Regions from separate parts of the Sus scrofa genome. Here region 1 is linked to region 2. The links are chromatin contacts, called in public Hi-C maps. All regions are on one chromosome and are shown on one strand. The core of a region is the stretch at or near the end of the contact, and the rest is flanking DNA. Distances in the headings are between cores, read along the strand shown.

The links. Hi-C and Micro-C count contacts between places; a contact is called where the count stands out from the background.
Region 1: a contact with region 2 is called in a Hi-C map of liver, with 3 times the contacts expected there. The contact joins the promoter of DND1 here to the promoter of CD14 in region 2. A contact is called at or near these places in 2 of 47 Hi-C or Micro-C datasets (heart right ventricle and liver) and 1 of 2 datasets of contacts at active chromatin or transcription factors (alveolar macrophages).

The regions. Positions count from the first base shown.
Region 1 is chr2:142,385,922-142,390,160 of Sscrofa11.1, forward strand. DND1 (dead end protein homolog 1) reads right to left here and starts at 1,486. Exons shown (of 4, transcript XM_003124043.4): 1 at 1,232-1,486; 2 at 1,013-1,130; 3 at 176-637. The coding sequence starts at 1,255. It overlaps HARS (histidine--tRNA ligase, cytoplasmic), which reads right to left. Exons shown (of 12, transcript XM_021084891.1): 10 at 2,707-2,823; 11 at 2,373-2,519; 12 at 1,642-2,030. The coding sequence ends at 1,959.
Region 2 is chr2:142,347,497-142,351,672 of Sscrofa11.1, forward strand. CD14 (CD14 molecule) reads right to left here and starts at 2,190. Exons shown (of 2, transcript NM_001097445.2): 1 at 1,851-2,190; 2 at 540-1,770. The coding sequence starts at 1,853. The coding sequence ends at 652.

The sequences.
Region 1 (4,239 bases), core at 236-2,735, 38 kb after region 2:
CATCAGTGGAGATTCAGGGGGAGGTCAAATAGTTTCCGTCGCCCCTTCGGGTGGGCCTGACCCGAAGGCCTGGCAACTAGAACCCGCGATGCCAACCTATGCTCCAGTGCAAAGGTAGAATGTCCGCAGAACGTGTCTGGCCCCAACCAGCGACCCCCGCAGTCTCCACCCCTACCTTCCACCAGGGCCTTTTTGGCCATGGCTGCGGCGCGGTGGGAGCTGAACTTGAGCAGCGCGATCTGCGCGGGCGCCGGCCCGGGGCTGGGCAGCAGCAGCGCCTCCTGCAGGCCGGGCCCCAGCGGCTGCAGCGCGAGCAGCAGCGCGCGGCGGCTCAGGCCCGGCGGCAGCCCGTCCACGCTCAGCTCGCACTTCTCGGTGCTGCGGCACACGAGCAGCGGGCAGGACGGCCGCAGCGGGTGGTTGTGCAGCGTGGCGATGGCGGCCTGGGCGCCGCGCCGCGAGCTGTAGCGGGCGTAAGCGAAGCCGCGGTTCAGGCCGCTGAAGGTCATCATCAGGCGAAACTCGTAGAGGCGGCCCACGCGCTGGAACAGTGGGATCAGCTGGTGCTCGTACACGTCCTGGGGCAGCCGCCCGATGAACACCTCCGACCCGGCGGGCGGCGGGCTGCCCACCCATCCTGGCGGAAAGGGGTGGAGAGGGGCGCCGTCACCCCCCCGGAAGGTTCTGAGGACGCGGCTCAGGGACCCGGCGTGGGAGGGGTAAGTCGTGCACGTCCGTGAAATGGGTACAACCCCACCGGGCCGCTGGTGTTAAGTAGGTGGGTGACTTGAGCTAACAGCGGGGAGGGCACCTTAAGGCAGGCTTCCTTCCTCGAGGGGGCGGGCGGCTTGGGACCCACGGACAAGAAGTTCATCTGCTTGGGGCGGGGCCTGCAACGGGTAATTCGGGGTTCCTGACGGTGGCGCCCAGCCCCTCCCCCAGGCGCCGCGGGTCGGGGCCGTCGAGGCTGCCTTAGGCGGCCCCGCAGGCGAGGGGGCCGGGACTAGCATACCTGGCGGTGGCCCGCCGTACTTCCTCTGCCCGTTCACCTGCACCAGGCGGATGCCCGTCTCCCTGACCCACGCCTCCAGCGCCGCCTTGTTCTCTGGATTCACCCTCTCACACCACAGCTGGGGGGGAAAGGGCAGGTTGGAGGGGCGGACCGCCGCGCCCGCCCCACCTCGCGGGGGATGCCGCGGACGCAGCGAGCCCCGGGCAGCCGAGCACTTACCTCACACTCCCGCTTGGACTGCATGGCTCTCCCGCCGGCTCGCCCGTGCCCCCTTTATAACCTCCGCCCTGTCGGCCTATCTGGAAGCTTCCCCACGCCTCCACCCCCCCAGGCGCTCATTGGCTCAGGGCACGACCCCGCCTCTCAAGGGGGTGGGGGGACCCGCCGCACGTGCGCCTCGGGAACCTCCGACTCGCAGGTGGAAGCCGGAGACCCCGGCGGGTGGGTCTCCGGGCGGCCCCACCTCCTAGGAAACGGATCGAGAGGCCGCCGCAGCGCGGACGCCGGAGGCGAGCCCGCCGGGCCTTCTCTAAGTGACGCGCCCCGTTTTCCACCTCAGAAGTGGTCGCACTGGGAGGCCCGGGCTCTGACAGGGAAGGCGGGGCGAGGCAACAGTGACACAGGCCGGCTCCAGTGGTTGAGGCATTTTATTGGACCTTAGGCGGCTGGCTGTGGGCCCTGCGGCGGCGGAGACCAGGTCGGGCCTCAGGCGCACACGCAGGGCTAAGCCCCCAGGGCCTCATGTGGAAAATGGTGTAGCAGCGGGCCCTTCGTGCCTGTGATTATCAATAAAATAATCGTAATAAAAATGTCTCCGTTCTGACCACTCTTCGGGTCTTCCTGCTGGAACAGAAGTGTGCCAGGCTGTTGAATTCAGTACTTTTGCAGAGTTTTGTTTTCGCTGTAAGTCGTGCCAGTCCCACGTTCCTCGGGTGGTTGGCTTTACTCAGCAGGTGCAAGAGGGCTGGCTCGTTCTCCTTTTGATTTCCTCCACGAGGTCTTCCCTGCGGACGTCCACCTGGCCGGGACGGAGGGACAAGGTGGTGTGCGCATCCTCTGCTGGCTGAGGGCCCCCGCCCTCTCCAGCGTCAGGCCTGGCTCAGCTGGGAGCGGGAACCCAATCAAACACCTCAGGGGAGACAGTGCTTCTTGGGGGGCAGAGAGACAGAGGGCAGAGGTGGGGAGGGAGAGTTTACCCTCCCATGATCACAGGGCCAACTGAACCCTTGGGTCCTTTCCAAGTGGGCGCTGAGAGGAATGCCGCGCTTTTGCTCCGGTCTTGAATGGGCCTGGGCCTGGGCCTGGGCCTGCCCGAATGGTACACGGCCCGGGTCCTGCAGCCTCCCTGCCCGCGACTTACCTCTTCCCTGCTGGTCACTGAGCGCAGCTTGACGACCCCGTCCTTGAGTTCCTGCTCACCGATGATGGCCACCAGTGGGATGCCCGCCTCCTCACAGTACTGCAGCTGGTTCAGTAACTTGGGGTTCTTCTTGTAGAGCAGCTCTGCCTGCAGGGGACCGGGGAACGAGATGAAAGCTGCCTCCTGCAGTCCTCAGGGACAACCTCCTTGGGGCCCAAGCTGGCCTTCACCCTGAGTAGTCACAGTAATGGCAGGACCGCCATGGATAAGCTTTCATTTCCTTTGTACCCAGTGTGCCCTGGACTGCTGCCACTCTGGGGCTTGCCTCCTCTACCTTGATGCCAGCATCCCAGAGCTCTGAGACCAGCTTCAGTCTCTCCTCCAGCAGCTTCTTCTGTGCAGATGCCACAAGCACCTGTGTCTCTGTGGTCCGGACCTTCTCCTCCAACGCCTAGGAAAGAAGCAGTTAAGAAGGAGCTGGGCTATCCTTTCAAGACCTTCAGTGGGCAAACGGAGCAGGCTCTTGTCAGGATTCTGAGCCCAGGCCCAACTCTGCCAGAGCAAGCCAGTCTTCTCATCTAGCAACTGGGCAAACAGTAGTTCTTAGAAGAATAAGAAATGAACTGACTGGGTGTTCCCGCTGTGGTGCAGCGGAAACGAATCCGACTAAGAACCATGAAGTCAAGGGTTCGATCCCTGGCCTTGCTCAGTGGGTTAAGGATCTGGCCTTGCCGTGAGCTGTGGTGTAGGGTGCAAATGTGGCTCAGCTACTGTGTTGCTGTGGCTGTGGGTGTAGACCAGCAGCTGTAGCTCCATTCGACCCCTAGCCTGGGAACCTCCATATGCTGCGGGTGCGGCCCTAAAAAGCAAAAAAGAAATGACCTGACTGGCTTGTGTGTGACTTGCCAGAATAAATAATGTAGGGCAGGAGTTCCCTGGTAGCTCAGTGGGATAAGGGTTGGTGTTATTGCTGCTGTGGCATGGGTTCGATCCCTGGCTGAGAACTTCTTTGAGTTGTGGGTATGCCCCCCTGCCCCCCCCCCCAATGCAGGGCACAGGTAGCTCATGTATAGTAACTTCAAGCTTATCTCCACCTAGAACCTTATGGGTCCACAGGAGCATTCACAAGAAAGTGACATTCTGAGCTCACCCAGGTAAGCCGGTTCCCCCTGGCAGTTCTAGTTCCCACTTGCTATTTGTCCAGTCAAGAGGCTGTGACTCTTACACTTCAGCCACAAGGCACAAATCGGGGGTTGTGTGGGTAGAGGGGAGACAGAATGCTGCTGCTGCTGCTGCTGCCAGCATCTTTTTATGGAAAACTCCTCTTATTGTTCTTAAAACATAAGATGCCTGCTGCAACAGTGACCTCACTGGAAAACGCGAGTGGTTTTCACTCTAGAGAAGAGGATGGGAGGCGGCGGAAGGTGACTGCCAGAGCACTCCCCCGGAGGAACTAGAATCAGCCACTTAAGAGCAGCAGCAACAGAGGTGCGCTTGAGGCCACCAAGGGCGTTCCTCGTGTGACTCTAGGTGCTGGAGAGTCCAGAGAACCATCTGAGGGATCCTGGAGCCGCAGACACATGCTTCCCACTTAGAGACGAAATCGCAAGCTGGCTGGGAGCCTGGATTCAAATTCTGACTCTGCCACTTATATCTTGGGTAAATTATTTGATCTATAATCTTCAGTTTCCTTGTCTAAGAAATGTAAATAATAAAAGCAGCTCCTGTCAGAGGGCTATTTAGGAATTTTATTAGACAATGCATGAAAAGCACTAAGCACCGTGCCTGGCACAGGGTAGTAAAATATTAAGTATTTTGTATTATGAGGACAATCCAGGTCTTTGGACACAGTGGCCTAGATTCCCGA
Region 2 (4,176 bases), core at 940-3,439:
GACAGATTGTTTTTTTTTTTTTTTTTTTTTTTTTTTTCTTTTTTTCTTTTGTCTTTTTGTTGTTGTTGTTGCTGCTATTTCTTGGGCCGCTCCCGAGGCATATGGAGGTTCCCAGGCTAGGGGCTGAATCGGAGCTGTAGCCACCGGCCTACGCCAGAGCCACAGTAACGCGGGATCCGAGCCGCGTCTGCAATCTACACCACAGCTCACGGCAACGCCGGATCGTTAACCCACTGAGCAAGGGCAGGGACCGAACCCGCAACCTCATTGTTCCTAGTCGGATTCGTTAACCACTGCGCCACGACGGGAACTCCCTGGGACAGATTGTTAATGACAGCATCTTGCATCCGTTCCCATCCCCAAACTCCCTAGACAGGCCACCATTTCCCTGCCCCTCCTGTGCACTCCCCCTGCAGTTCTCTTCCAAGGTAGGGCAGATATTTGGATTTTAGGGAGTTCGAATGAAGAAAGCTTAAATAGAATGGATCCCCATCCAGCAAGGCCCAGTAACATCTATTGAGTGAATGACACCACGAGCTGTTGTTCAAGATTTTAATGAAGGTGGGGCAGAGGGGTGGTTGGTTGAGTTGTCCTGAGGAGGCTCCCCCGGAGCCACGGCAGTCTGAGCCAGTAATTCCCCTTCCTTGGGCCTTAGGCGAAGCCCCGGGCTCCCTGAAGCAGCGCCAGGGTTCCCGACACCCCCATGGTCAAGGCGGAACGCGCACAGGGTGGGACCACGCCAGAGGCCATCGGGTCTTCCTGGTGCTGGAGGGCTTCAGGATCCATATAGGGATTCCCTTCCAGGGTCAGGTCATCCACGGCGGGCAGCTCCTCTGGCCGCGGCGCTCTGTTCAGCTTGTTGCAGCTGAGATCAAGCACGGTGAGCTTGGGCGGCAGTCCTTTAGGCACTTGCTCCAGCTCAGCGAATGACAAATTGAGAGAGCTCAGGGCGGCAGGCCAGACACACTCCCGGGCGCCCGCGGCGGTGGCGCGCAGCGAGTTGTGACTGAGGTCCAGGCGGTGGGGTTGCACGCCCGCCCCCGCCAGCGCCGCGCACACGCCGCTGGGTGTCTCCATCCCCGCGTTGCGCAGCGCCAGATCCTCGAGGGCCGGGAACTTGCGCGGACAGAGAGCTGCAGTCAGCCCGCGCTCGCCCAGCCCGGGATTGTCAGATAGGTCCAGGGTGGTGAGAGCCGGGAAGGCGCGAAGCTGGGCGCACGGAAAGGCAAGCGAGCTTGCTTGCGCCACTTTCAGTACCTTGAGGCTTGGCTGGAGCCACTGCTGCAGTTCGCCGAGCCAGGCACCTCCGGTGGCCCACGACACATTACGGAGTCTGAGGGTGGTGAGCGCAGGTCCCGGCGTTTCCTGAAGCGGCGGCGGTACCTGGCCGGTTACCTCCAGGTCCTCGAGCGTCAGTTCCTTGAGGCGGGAGAACCCGAGCGCATGCAGGACCAGGGCCAGAATCTGAGCAGGAACCCGCGCAGCGCCCACCGTGAGTCGCCGCAAGCGCAGCGCCTTGAGCATGTCCGCGTACTGCTTCGGGTTGGCGCTGGCGCTCTTTAAAAGGAACTCTTCCAGGCTCCGGCCGCCGCCGCGGATCTCCACCTCGACGGCAGCCACGCACTGCAGGGCGCTGGACCAGTCCGGCTGCGGATGCGTGAAGTTGCAGACGCAGCGGACGTCTTCGTCGTCTATTTGGCAGGGCTCCGGGGTGGCCGCAGACACACGCAGCAGGGGCAGCAGCAGCAGCAACGGGCAGGGCAAGCGCACCTGGAAAGAGAGGGGAGGTTAGCGCCGCTCGCTCCTGCGGGTCCTGAGGTTCCTCGAGCAGCCCTCGTGCACACACTCACCATGGTCGATAAGGTCCTCAAAGCCTCTGCGTCTCCCGCCGGCTCTCGAAAGGGCTGTGGCTCCTTTAACCGCGGCACTCCCTGGCTTCCAGGCTCCACAAACGCTATCTGTCCTCACTCTTTGGCAGACTTTGGGGGTTTGTGTAATCCGGGGGGTGTCACTCTGTTCCCTACTCTTTGAACTCTGCCACCTCCCACCTCTCTTCCTCCCAACCACCCACGTTCGCTACACTTCTGCGAAATTTTGCAATGAGGGATGTTGCCTGCCTGACGCAGCAGGAGTGGGGCCCTAACCGGAAGGATCTTGCAAGGCCTCTAGAATCCTTGGCACTAGGCAGTGTGCCCTGATGACTCATGCGCCCCCGGGCTTGTCCGGGATGGGGAAAGGAAGATCCCGAGTGCCTCAGGCCAGGGCTCTTGGTCCCCTGCCGGTATCCTCGAGACTCAAACCCAGGGAGTTTCCTTAACTTTTCCCTCGTCGTGGTGGTTGCTATTAACCTCCTGTCGCCCAAGTCCGACTTCCTGAAAATCCTCAGATATTTAACTGGCGATTTTGTGGAAGAGATTGCGGACTTCATGTATCGACTCTAAGGCTAGAATTAGGTTCTGAGAGAATAAAGTTGATCTGAAGAACCACTTCTCCCCTCTCCTTATTTGACTGACAAGGTCTTTGTGTTTATTTAGAAAGGAATAGCTTTCTTTTTCTTTTTCAATTGAAGTATAGTTGATGTATGCTGTTATATGTCACAGGTATACAATAGAGTGATGCACAATTTTTAAAGTAACAGCTTTCTTAAAAGTAGAGGTGTTGGAGTTCCTGTGGTGGCACAGCAGAAATGAATCCGACTAGGAACCATGAGGTTGAAGGTTCGATCCCTGGCTTTGCTCAGCGAGCGGGTTAAGGATCCGGCTTTGCAGTGAGCTGTGGTGTAGGTCGCAGACACGGCTTGGATCCTTCATTGTTGTGGCTGTGGTGCAGTCCGGCAGCTGTAGCTCTGATTTGACCCCTAGCCTGGGAACCTCCATATGCCTCAGATGCGGCCCTGAAAAGCAAAATAAAGAAATAAATAAAGAAACGAATAAATAAAGTGGAGATGTAAAACTGAGACATACTGGCCAAGGTCCTCGATCTCTTATTTTCCACATCCTCATCCTGAAACTGAGAAATGAGATATTTCTAATATAATTTTCCCACATGCACCTAGCTTTCTCCTACCGAGCACAATTCCTACATTCTAGCAAAGAAAAGCTAGACCTGTGTTGAGTGAGGATTAATTAGTAACTCATCTTTTTGTTTGTTTTTGGCTCTACCCGAGGCCCGCGGAAGTCCCCACAGCAGTGACCCGAGCCACAGCAGTGACAATACTGGATCCTTAACCCACTGAGCCAACCAGAACTCCCAGTACCTCACCTGTATTCTCACATGGAAAACAAAAAACAAAAAACAAAAAACACCGCCAAGTGTCCCAGAGGGTGGGGAAGTGTTACTGAACCAGGTTTGTTTGCCCAACAGGCAGTAAGCCAAACACGAGATGCTGAGATTTGCAGCAGAGAAAGTTGATTCATGAGGCATCCAAGTGAGGAGCAAGGAGAACAAGTCTCAGATTCGCCTTCCAGAAAGCTCGGGTCTTGGGATACTTATGGGTAAAGGGTATAATTTGGTTAGCGGCACAGGGGAAGGTGATTGTGAACAGGAAAAGGGTGAGGTAACTGTTACTTTGCTCAGGTTTTCTGTCTTTCTTCCTTCCTTTCTTTCTTTCTTTCTTTCTTTCTTTCTTTCTTTCTTTCTTTCTTTCTTTTCTTTTCTTTTTTTTTTGTCTTTCGTCTTTTTAGGGCGGTACCCATAGCGTCTTCATGGATGCTAGTCAGATTCGTTTCCGCTGAGCCACCAGGGGAACTCCTAGAGGTAGTCTTGAATGTTCCCTTTAGAATGTGTTAGGCGACGTTCCTGTCCTGACTCAGCGGTTAACGAACCCGAGGACGCGGGTTCCATTCCTGGCCTCACTCAGTGGGTTAAGGATCCAGCATTGCCGTGAGTTGTGGTATAGGTAGCAGAGGCGGCTCGTATCTCGCATTGCTGTGGCTGTGGTGTAGGCAGGCGGCTACAGCTCCGATTAGACCCCTACCCTGGGAATCTCCACATGCCGCGGGTCCGGCTCTGGAAAAGACAAAAACAAAAACAAAAACCCCCCCAAAACAAAAAACCAATGCGTTAGGCGTCCTTGTGGCCAGAGGCGGTCGGCGTCCAGCTTCCCTGGGTCTGAGGCAGAGAAACCTGAGACCAAGGCTACTCAGAATTCGCTGGGTTCTCCGCCCAGGGCCCACC